2 separate regions of the Gossypium hirsutum genome follow, and region 2 is linked to region 1. The links are chromatin contacts, called in public Hi-C maps. All regions are on one chromosome and are shown on one strand. The core of a region is the stretch at or near the end of the contact, and the rest is flanking DNA. Distances in the headings are between cores, read along the strand shown. Region 1 holds the start of LOC121217986. Region 2 holds the start of LOC107903879.

Region 1 (5,888 bases), core at 1,706-4,205:
TCACATACCGGGCTCGGTTCGACCAATTTTGGATCTTGATCTCGATTTTGGGCTCCCGGGCCCAATTTACGATCCTAGGTTCCATTTTCAAGTTCAATTACCCATTGGGACAATTGTCTAACTTGAAAATTAATTTCCAAAAATATCATATTAATTTTAATTAATTTGATTAATTTAATTTTACTTAATCAAAATTCATTTTACCAAAAATCACTTAGATTTTCCAAATTAATTTTTCAAGAAAATCTTTTAATCAAATTCTCTAGTTAAACAATTCTCACGACCACCTAATTTAATTCCACATCGAATAAATCGACTCAATTAAATTATTTCCAAAGTCATAGAATTTACTTCTGATTCAAATGCAGTCCAATCGAGCTTTTGTTGAGCTAGCGGTAGGACCAATCGGACATATACAATTAGGCTTTAGTGATTGTAATTATGTCCAGAAGCATCGTCCCAATAATTTGCAATTACTTAATCATGGAATAAGTCCACAAGAAGTACCATAATTGAAAACTCCTTTTTGTATATTCTTTACGAAAGCAATTCCTCCAACTACTTTGTCCAATGACCTCGTTATGTGTGTGTTAGCCTCATATGATATCCTTGATTCCTTTTAGTTAAATCTGTTCACTTAATACAACCCTATTTTATCTCATTGTCACCATTGTGTCTTATTAATTATTAATATGATCATTGTCAACAAATGACTGTGATAAATTACTCGTTCGAGAACAAACAACCCGTGGCCACGTTCTATATTTATCACTCCACATAATGCCAATGAGAAGATATCATTAACTCTTTAATTGAGCTATGAATTCCACTATTTCTAGTAAAGTCATGCCATACACAAGTCATGTACCCAACATATCGTCTACGGGCTTGATCATCTTTAAACCATAAGCCTCCACTTATATTAAAGCACATGAGTTGCATACGCATGGTCAGTGACTAACTCAAGATTTAAGTAAATCACACCATGAACATCATAAGTGAATTAATTCAAAAACGAATTCAGAATTAATTCATCTTGGGTCCAATCCAATGTATCATTCTACCAATGAATACATTTATGTCTCCACTCGTGGAATCAATTGCTCCGATAGCTAAGACTAGTGAAACACTTAGTTTGCCCATTGATGAATACTATATAAGCAGACTTTATAGAATCTGCCCATTAGCGAATACTAAACTTACACAAGCCTTATGGCAAACTAAGCTCCTTTGGCATATACATTAAGCCCATGCATTCACACAAACAACCTTTTTCGAGTTAGCCAAAACCCTAGTTCGTGTTCAGAGATCAATCATTCATTTTGTTTCCTTTGCCATGCTTGCCAGTCTAGTTTGCAATGTTCCTACCTTATTAGAGGCTACATAACCATTATTCATGTACAGCAATCTGTTCAATGCACTTTGCATCGAAGGCAACGCCATGAATTCATTACAAAGTCGTGTTTCATGTACCACAATTTGCCAATTTGATGAATATTTCATCAAAGGCAACGCTATGAATGCTTTTCTTTATTTTGACCATATGGTTCCTTTTTCAGAGTAAAATGGGTGATGACTTCACACAAAGTAAGGTTCTTTATCACTTTCATGAACATGCAATACTAGACTTTTCACCAGACATGTGAACTTATCTTGAACCAGACATGAACAGAAACACGATACACACACATGGGGTATAAAGGAACTCACCAGAAAATATAGCAAGGGTCAGACCGCAGGTCCCTTGCCTTTGTCTTAAAAGCCTTCGGGAGTTTCTTGAGCTATGACATAAATAGTTAACTTAAGATATTATGTTCTTAAGAAAAACTAAGCAAGGTTTCAAGAATACTAAATCAAAAAAACCCAAAATCTGGAAGTTTCCTCCACACTTTCCTTCTAAATTGATCCTAGATCATGAAATCCTAAGGCCCCATAAATAACCATGATAATAGCTTAAGTTATGTTGACATTTACTAGGTATCAAACATCGATGAAGTTTGCTAAATACAAGGAACCAAAACCTTCAAACTAGCCTTAGTTTTAGAGTGTTCCCAGGTGTTGTAGAAAGAGAATTTAGAGAGAAAATAAAGTTTGCCAAAGAAAGCACAAAGCTTGGTCAATAAGCTAATATTGGCTTTATACTAGCATGCACAGAAGGAAAAACTTAGTGAGCAAGTTTATTCTCCCCACTACCCCTCCTTTGATAACTATGAGTAATAACTTTCTCTTTCTTCTTAAATGCATGTCCTCTCAATATCAGATATCTTGTCTTATTCTAACTAACCCTTTTCAGGCTAAGTATCTCGTTCAACCAAAATAATAAGGCTAACAATACTAAGAAATAAACACTAACATCTATTAGTTGAGGTGTCATACACTCAGTAAAGGAGCTTTGGCAACCACTAAGCTCGTCTTAACATAGACTTCGCCCAAAGGTGTGCTCGCAGTCCTCAAGCACTTAGCAAGTTCTTAACATTTATTTTCTTAGAATTTATTCTATAAGTCTATCTCCATAAATAGTACTTCAATTCCCTAGACTACGCCGAACGAGATATTACACCTCAAGTATGAGTTAGATTGTGACAAGTCATCTTGTGAAGTTATGGCATTGTTGTTAGCCATCCCTACTCAAAAGGTGAATGATTATGCAATCTTTGACTTCTCATGTTGCAAATTGATGAAATTTGTAAATATAGAGGGTCAAATTTGTTAAATTATTTAAAATTAGAATTAAATTGATATAATGTATTAGTGTTGAGGATACCAATTAATGCCATGATTTCTATTAATGATTTGACGAGGGTGGATACAACAAAAACAAATGATAATATTAATGATGAAAATGAATATTTTTATAGTTTGGTAAATAAAAGAGAAACATGCTATAATTAAGTAACTAAGTTGTATGGTTTACCCAAATATTTGTAATATTCATTAACAGAATAAAGTAAGCATTTAGGCAAATTGCTCCCCCCCCCCCCCCCTTTTCTCATCTTTGGGTAAAAACAAACCGTCACGTATGGAGTGTAATGTTAAGAAAAGCGTGAGAAGGACTGGTATTTGGTATCCTACCATAGTTGTCCGGGTGAGCTAAAGTAATCAAAATCATATAGCGCTTTCAATTTTCGCGAATTTAACCATCACATTCACCACGTGGCCATCAGGGACAAATGCCAAGCCGTAGCCAACTCAAAATCATCATCCAAAAAGTCCACATTCGCTATTCAACCAAAAGAGAGAAAAGCAATCAAAATTCAAAGCGTTTGGAAGCAGAAGCAGCAGCGACTCAAAGAAAATGACCACGCTCCAATTCCATTCCCAATCCCGATTCGAATCCGATATCCGGTTCGCTTCCTCCACTTCCTGCAGTTTCCGTCCTAGACGGAACTTCACCCTCCCTCGTCGGTTTCGCCCTCGCCCTCCATCTCTCCACTCTCATTCCTCCACCTCTTTACGGCCACTCCCAAGAGCTTTCTCCAACGATCCTGCCGTTACCGAAAAGCCTTCTATTTGTACAGCCGACGAGCTCCACTATGTGCCTCTACCTAATTCTGATTGGCGCCTTGCCCTCTGGCGTTATCACCCTCCTCCTCAGGTTTTTTTTCTTCTCTTTCACTTTGCGGATTTTGTTATTACTAGTATTTTTCTTTCTTACTTTCTTTCTTTCCATGATGCTATGTTTGAGAATGCGAGTGTGAAGATCTGAAGTATGCTATATAAATTATGAGACAAATAGGTATAGTTTAGTTGAGATTGATTGTAATGCTATGTTTGAGAACATGAATGTGAAGATTTGGAATATGTTATCTGAATATGATATAGATACGCCTACATTATGTCTAAATTATATATTTGAAAGGTATATATGAATTTGTGATATATCTTGAATATTATATTTATATGTGCAATTTATACTAATTTTGAAATCCAAATTTATGTTTGGCTGCCTAATTGTTTTTATTTATAGATAGAGAGAATGATTTCTTTTTTAACAGGCGCTACCTAGAAATCACCCTCTATTATTATTATCTGGACTGGGGACTAATGCCATTGGGTATGATATTTCTCCTGAGGTAAATTAAGTTCTGCTTTTAATTTTATGCTAATTTACTTAATTTCAATCTTATGTGTTTTTGTTTTGAAATAGTAGAATGTTATTATTTTTTATCTTTTTATATGGAGGAAAAGTTTGGAAATGTTGAAATCTTCTATTTTCTGTTAGTTAAAACAAAGCATTGGAATGTTTGGCCTCCAATTAGTTTGGACATTACTGTCCAGCATCATTGTGGTTATAAACTGAAAAGTATAAAATAAAATTATAAAACAGTTCTAGTTCTATCATTAACTCTTTAATTTTTAGTTTTAATTTGGGATGAGAATACATGTTAAGTCATACTAGATGAAATAACCATACCTAATCAAGGATCCTCATTAATTTGTTTTTTGTGTTTTTTTCTTCAAATTATTATTTCAAAAGGAATTTTTTTATGACAAAAAAAGAGCCATTTCATGTATCTCAGAGTGGGTTTTGGGTTCACTAGTCTTGTATTTCTGTCCATTTCAGTATGCTCTTTTTTGCTTTTAGTATGGATGCTCAATTGTTTTTCTCTCAGATTATATAGGTTTTATGCTGCATGATGTTGTTTAGCTGTGTTTGCTCATGGATTGACCAGGAGTAATGGACATTTTATCTTTAGCTTATAATTAATACAACCCCAAACATTTTCAGTTTGAGATTTTCTATGATCCTCTTGATGCTTCATAGAAACCAAAATCTGACGAGTCCTGGAAAACCATTTAATGTACCATGTTGTATGTTAGTAGCTGTTGATATTATAAATATATATTAAATCATCACCTTTATTTATCCAAGTGATAGCTACCTGTGAGATGTCATAATTTCTAAAGCCCAAGCCTGATCCTTGATGAGCCATTAGGCATATATTGTTGAACCAAGCTTAATGTGAAACTTACACTTGACAGTTCAATCCATATGGACCCTTTACGTCACCAACAGTCATCACCTGTTGACTTCATTAGAAAACCTGTTGTGCATTTCTTTGACAATTGTATAGATAGCCTTGTTTAGACAACAAATGTAGCCTATACATTTTATGGAAGAAATTACATTACAAAATATTCTATTCTCTAGGTTCTCTCATGCTAAGTTCCATTTATTCTTCCCGTTTTGGCATGGTTACTTGAATACTTAAATAAACAACACCTTCCAAATTTACATGTATCCTCCAAGATGCTTAATATTATTTCCTTCTCATGTACTGATAAATATGATACTTTTCCTGATAAATTCGGTATGCAGTCTTCATTTGCGAGATACATGTCTGGCCAAGGATTTGACACATGGATTCTTGAGTTTCGTGGTGCTGGGCTGAGTGTGCAGGCATCAAATTTGAAAGAACTTAAGCAATCTGCTGATGCAGTATCTGAGCAGATTGAAGCTATAGCTAAGAGTGTGGCAAATGAAGTGTCTCCTCAGAAGCAGCCAACCGGTGTTTCTGGTTACCTATCCGATTCTGAGTTTTATTTTCTTAGAGAAGATTCAATAGGGATTGGAACGGCATGGGATGAAGCAAAATTGGTTGCAGAGTTAACAGAAATTTTCATGCGTTTGTCTGAGAGACTTTCTGGCTTTCTTAGTGAAAGTCAATCAAGACTAATATCAACTAAACTATTAGATCAGATATCAAAACTTTTGGAAGATTCTCAATTATCTGAACGCTTTGAGGAGGTGAGGATAAAGCTCGCCAACGTATTAGAAAAACAACAAAACTCAGTTATTGCCAGCCAAATTAGAGATCTGAGTCAAAGACTTGTAAATATTATTGAGGGAGGCCAACGATCTGTTTCACCTCAGTTCATTGATATTC
Region 2 (5,888 bases), core at 1,856-4,355, 230 kb before region 1:
TTGAGCTACTTCGATAGTCCTACATAACTCAGCCTATGGTTCCACCTATTCAAGCAATATGTTAAATCGAACATATAATAAATAAACAACATTTACTATATTAACTACATATTGTTATCAAATGAATTTTACCTTGTCGCCAATGAGAATGTATAAGGGTTGTTCACTCGGGAATGTAGAAATGGTAGTCGCCACCACGCCCATGACTGTAACAGGAGTAGGCAACCACTGATTGACATCTTATCCGATTTTGTTACCCGACACAACTCTCAGTACAACGTGGGCAACATGACTGATCCTCAACTCGGTCGTCTACATTCTTTGAAGTCGGCTAGGTGTAGTAGCCACCTTACATGTACCAAAATTTGAGATTTGTCGAGCATTAGAATGCCCTTGATTAACCTCAGGATGAATGCTTAGGCGTATTGTTATTTGATGACATCGGTCGCGTTCAAAGGAAGTTCTTTGAAATTATTTTCCAACCACTTCATATCCAGTCGGCCACCTTGAAAACTGTTCGGCACCTTCCACAAAAATGCCTCGCAAAGGTCCTTTTTATCAGGAACGACCACTGACCCAGTAACAACTGGCTCATCCACCAGTAAATCAAGTTGTAAAGTTATGTTCTCAAGTGTGATTGTACACTCACCACGTGGAAGATGAAATGTATGTATATAGGGTCACAATCTTTCCACCAACACGCTGATAAGTGTATGATCCAATTTGCAGTTCCCGAGCATACAAGATGCATGTAAGAATCTTGCGTCTTGCAAATAACCAAGAATTTCGGTGTCTGGACTCTTTGACAAATTATGCATGAACCCCTCCAAAACACGATCATCCACCTATTTATATCGACAAAATAAAATATTTTAAAAATTAAAAAACTTTAAATTAACTTAATTGAAAATAACGAAATTTAGAATTTCTCCTTACCATTATCCCTTAAGCGACAGAAATGTGCTTATTGTTGAAACGAATCAGAGAGCTTACCATTCGTAAAAATTTAATCTAAATGAATATACGAAATAATTAAATAAAACTATAGTATTTTTAAACAAGTGTATAGGAAAATTTCGAACAAAACTTGAGGAAATTGAGAGAATTGTGATAATTGAGAGTTTAGAGAGAATAGGGATTTGGATTTGAATGAAAAGAATGAAAAATGATCTAGTATTTATAGGGAAAAAAAATTACCGTTGGCCTTTAAAATTTTTTACCGTTGCCAACATATAAAAAGTCATTGGAAAAACGACTGTCGGAGGAAAGTGCACCCAGCTGGACGTGTTTTCACACACTCTCCCCAAAAACAACATATTTCTCAAAATTAAAAAAGAAGAAGAAGAGCTATTTGACCAATTAAAAAAAACAGCATATATGCACAATAAAAATAAAACCACAAAATTCAATATAGAATTAAATTATAATGATAATTTTATCTCTAATTAATGATAACAATGATAAATATCAATAGAAATAAAATATAATAAAAATTGATCTCCACTTAAAATATAATAACAAATTTGCATATTAATCCTGAAAATATATAACCCGAAACATATAATTTTTGCCCAAAACGTGACCCTTACGTGCTGGACCTACCTTTGGACTGAAAGCGTGAAGCAAATATGGAGCTGATTGGGTTTCTAGGCGGTCAAGGATTGGGAGGTTGCCTTTTAGGACTTTCTTACCTGTTCATATCCTCAAGATGTTGCCTTTTGTATTTATCCCATAATTTAAATATAATACAATTAAATACGGAAAAATAAAATTAAATCATTATATTTTGATAAAAATAATTAAAATATAATAATATAGACATGATATTGATATATAAAATTTTCAGAAATATATATAACATGAATTATTATCATTTTAAATTTATATGAATATACTATTTTAAATAAGATTATGGTACTTAAAAAATACTAGTACAAAAATAACAACAATTTAAATCATCCCTGATTCCCTTCATTAAGCCATTTTTGTTTGGTAAGATTTTCTTCAACCGTCTTACGTTTAATCTTCGGTATAATATAATATATTGCAATATAATGGTGATGGGGTATGAACAAGTTGACAAGATACTATAGATTTGCTAATAAAATCAAGTTAAGTTCATAATATTAAATAAATTAAAAGCGTTTATGTAATTTAATTTTAAAAAAAATATTTGATGTCATTGTAGAAGAAATATATCCGTATCTTATTGAATTAAATTTCTATCAAAAAAAAATATTTTTTTATAAAAAACAAGTAGCAGAAATCAACTACATCAATATAGTTCTAATGAGAATTTTCCATAGTTTTGAGTTGCTGAAGTTCAGCCAACAACAAAGGCTGGAGGCTCTTTAAAAGTGCAAACCGTATTTAAATCTCTAGTAGCCATCTTCACCAAGTAATCTGCAATCTTATTTTGTTTTCTTGAAATATGTCAGAATCTAACTTGCTAGTCTTTCATAAGTAGAGAGTGAATGAGTCGTACCTCTCAGAAGCTATCCATTGCATACATTAGGAGTATAATTAATATTATTTCAGTTGGCATTATTGTTATTGTAGTAATTAAGAGGATTTGAATTTGACCACCTTTAAACATGTTTTTTTTCTCTAATTTAAAGGATTTTTTAACTAATAATTATTAAAAATACCAATAAATAAGTTATTAAAAATGAACTATTGTACGAAATATTTGGACTAAGTTTAAATCTTGAAATCATGCTAACAAGACTTAAACTTGTATTTAATAAAAATTAAAAATTATTAATAAAAAAGAACTACATGAATAATAAACCAAACGAAAAATAAAAAGAAAGCTTGAGTAAAAGGAAAGTAGTTTTTTATATAAATTAAATTATTTATTTATCTTTATTAATAAATAGATATATAGCATAAGTTGATGTCATCATGAGATAAACTGAATTATTTAAAAATTTAAAAAGTAAAACCTGTTAATTTTTAATTATGTAACAAACTATAAAAAAATAATTATTTACTTAAAAGAGCATAGGCATAAATATATTTTATTATAGATGAGGTTTTAGTCCTAATTGTCTTAATTTGAAAAATCTAAAGGAAAATCATAAAATTTTGGATTTTTTCAAAGATATTCAAAACTCAAAAAGAAAAAAAAGGGCAAAAAGAGAAACGAAGAAACAGCTAAGCAAAACCAGCTAAGCAAAAGCTTTCCGCTACCCAAGCATCTCCCTTTTCTCTCTATTTTTTGTTCCTTCTCTCTCTCTCTCTCTCTCTCTCTCCAAATCCCTCCCACCCTCCACCCCCGGCGAAAATCCTCTAATGGAATCCCCGCCTCCGCCATCCGCGGCAGCTCCTCCACTTTCCACCACCACTGCCACTGCTGCAGCCGCCGCCGCTCCCCCCGCCACCTATCCCGACTCCATAGACTCTTCCCCACGCTCCCGCAACACGGACTCATGGGACGACCCTGCTCTTCCCACTACTCTCCACCCAAAGCTCCGCCTCATGTGCAGCTATGGCGGCACCATCGTCCCTCGCCCCCATGACAAATCCTTATGTTACGTCGGCGGTGACACTCGTATGGTTGTTGTTGATCGCCACACTTCCCTCGCTTCCCTCCACCACCGCCTCTCCCTTTCTCTTCTCCGCGGCTGCCCTTTTACTCTCAAGTATCAACTTCCCTCCGAAGACCTCGATTCTCTCATCTCCGTTACAACTGATGAAGACCTCGAGAACATGATCGATGAATACGACCGAACTTGTTCCCAAACGACGTCGTCCAGCAAGTCCTCTCGTATTCGCCTCTTTCTTTTCCCTCTCAATCCCGACGGAACCCTAACGTCTTCTCATTCAATTGGGCCCATTATTAACAATTCCACCAAGTCCGATGAGTGGTTCCTTAACGCGTTGAATGGGTCCGGGTTGTTGAACCGAGGGTTTTCGGATCCCACGACCAACGTCAATTTGTTGGGTTTGGATGATGATCGTCAGGGCAACGTTGTTGAAGTTGGTTTGAAAGATGAAGGGAGTGGGAGCCAAAAGAATATGAATTCCAAAGGTCAAGATGTTCACTCCGTTCCTGATTCTCCTATGCTTGAAACCACTTCTTCTTTTGGTTCTACTTCTTCTTCTCCTTCGCTTGCTAACTTGCCTCCGATCCGGGTCCACGTTGAGGATCAGAAAGAGCATAAAGTGGGAATCGAGGAACAGTTTGCTCAATTTACTGTGACTGCTACTTCTGCTGCTGCTACTGGTGGTGCTGGTGGTGCAGTGAAGCAACAGGATGAAGTATTTGCGGCTATGTCGATGCCGCCAACGATGCCTGCCGGCATCGCTGCTTCTGGTGGTGGGGTGGGCTTGAATTCAGGAGTGGTTCCTGGGGAGTATTCGAATCGGGGTCTTTCCGATGATGAGAGATCGGATCATGGGGTTCCTGTGGGATATAGGAAAACACAAACTCCAGTGATTCAGCCTCAGGGTTTACCTCTTCAGAATCAACAGAAGTATAACAGTGGTCAAGATTTGGCTTCTCCAGATTCCATCTCAAGGTACTGTTTCCATAATCATCGAACCCACTTCTCTTCTTTAATTATCCTTGGATTTACCCATAAAAGTTGCTGAGATCGTTTTTATTTGTTCAGTAACGGTAGTTTCTGTTCTTCAATTATGCTTGGTCGTGCTTCTAAAAAGTTGCTGAGATCGTTGTTTTTAATTTGTTCAGTGACAGTAATTGCTTCTATTCTTCATTTGTGCTTGGCTTTGCCTTTAAAAAGTTGCTGAGATTGTTGTTTATCATTTGTTCAGTGACGGTAGTTTTACAAATCCATTATCACGCCAAAAGCCTGTGATTTATCAAGACCCAGTTGTTCAAATCCCATCTGGGGTTAACAGGATCCCTGCAAACGCTATTGATCCAAAGCTTAATATCTCTGATCCGAACTCAATCGGCCGAGTTCAGATACAACAACAAGTTCAGGATTCTGGTTATGTATTGCAGCAACCACAATTTGATCAACAGCAGCAACCACAACAGCAGCAGCAGCAGCAGCAGCAGCAGTTCTTGCATGCTGCTGGTGCCCCGCATTACATTCATCATCACCAGTCTGGGGCAGTGCCGATCTCAGCTTATTATCCTGTATATCCTTCCCAACAGCAACTTCACCATCATCAAACACAGATTGATCAGCAATATCCCCTGTATTATGTGTCCGCGAGGCAGCCTCAAGCTTACAACATGCCTGTCCAGCAACCTAGCATTAATGAAGCCCCCACAGGGATCCCATCGAGCCGGCCGCAGACTCCTTCCAATCCTACCATGGCTCCTACTCATGTAGCATACAACCCTATGAGAAATGCTCCTCTTGCTAAACCTGAAATGACTGCTGCTGCTGGTGTATACAGAACGACAAATACTGGTAACCCACAACTGGTTCAAGTGCAAAACAGCCAGCATCAGCAACAATATGCGGGTTATTCTCAGATTCATCATGCATCACAATCTGTTGCACCTACCTCCGGCACAGCTGCCACATATGCATATGAATTCACTGATCCAACTCATGCTCAAATGTATTACACTCAGCCTATGGCACCCAACATGCCTCCTCAGTACCAAACCATGACTGCAGTAGTCTTGCCAGATGCACCCACGCAACTTCCGACTGATAACATCAAGCCACAGATCAGAACTTCACAGCCAATATAGATCAGTCAAGAAGGAAGCGACAAAAATTTTGAAAGAAGGGTTTGGTTTATATCTTTAAATTCTGTTTTAAAGTCTTGTGTTTTTCATTGTTATTGGCTTGTGATATGTATTTGTGAAAGGTAATAAGGAACTCAATGGTCTTTTACTATCTTGTGGATGTCATATTGTTGGTATTGTCATAGGGAATGAAACTCATCTGAAGATTTAT

The links. Hi-C and Micro-C count contacts between places; a contact is called where the count stands out from the background.
Region 2: a contact with region 1 is called in a Hi-C map of leaf, with 2.4 times the contacts expected there. The contact joins the promoter of LOC107903879 here to the promoter of LOC121217986 in region 1. A contact is called at or near these places in 2 of 34 Hi-C or Micro-C datasets (hypocotyl and leaf).

Annotation. Positions count from the first base shown.
Region 1 is chrD05:49,964,199-49,970,086 of Gossypium_hirsutum_v2.1, reverse strand. LOC121217986 reads left to right here and starts at 2,955. Exons shown (of 9, transcript XM_041094812.1): 1 at 2,955-3,595; 2 at 3,996-4,073; 3 at 5,321-5,888. The coding sequence starts at 3,296.
Region 2 is chrD05:50,191,207-50,197,094 of Gossypium_hirsutum_v2.1, reverse strand. LOC107903879 reads left to right here and starts at 3,105. Exons shown (of 2, transcript XM_016830056.2): 1 at 3,105-4,523; 2 at 4,780-5,888. The coding sequence starts at 3,295. The coding sequence ends at 5,680.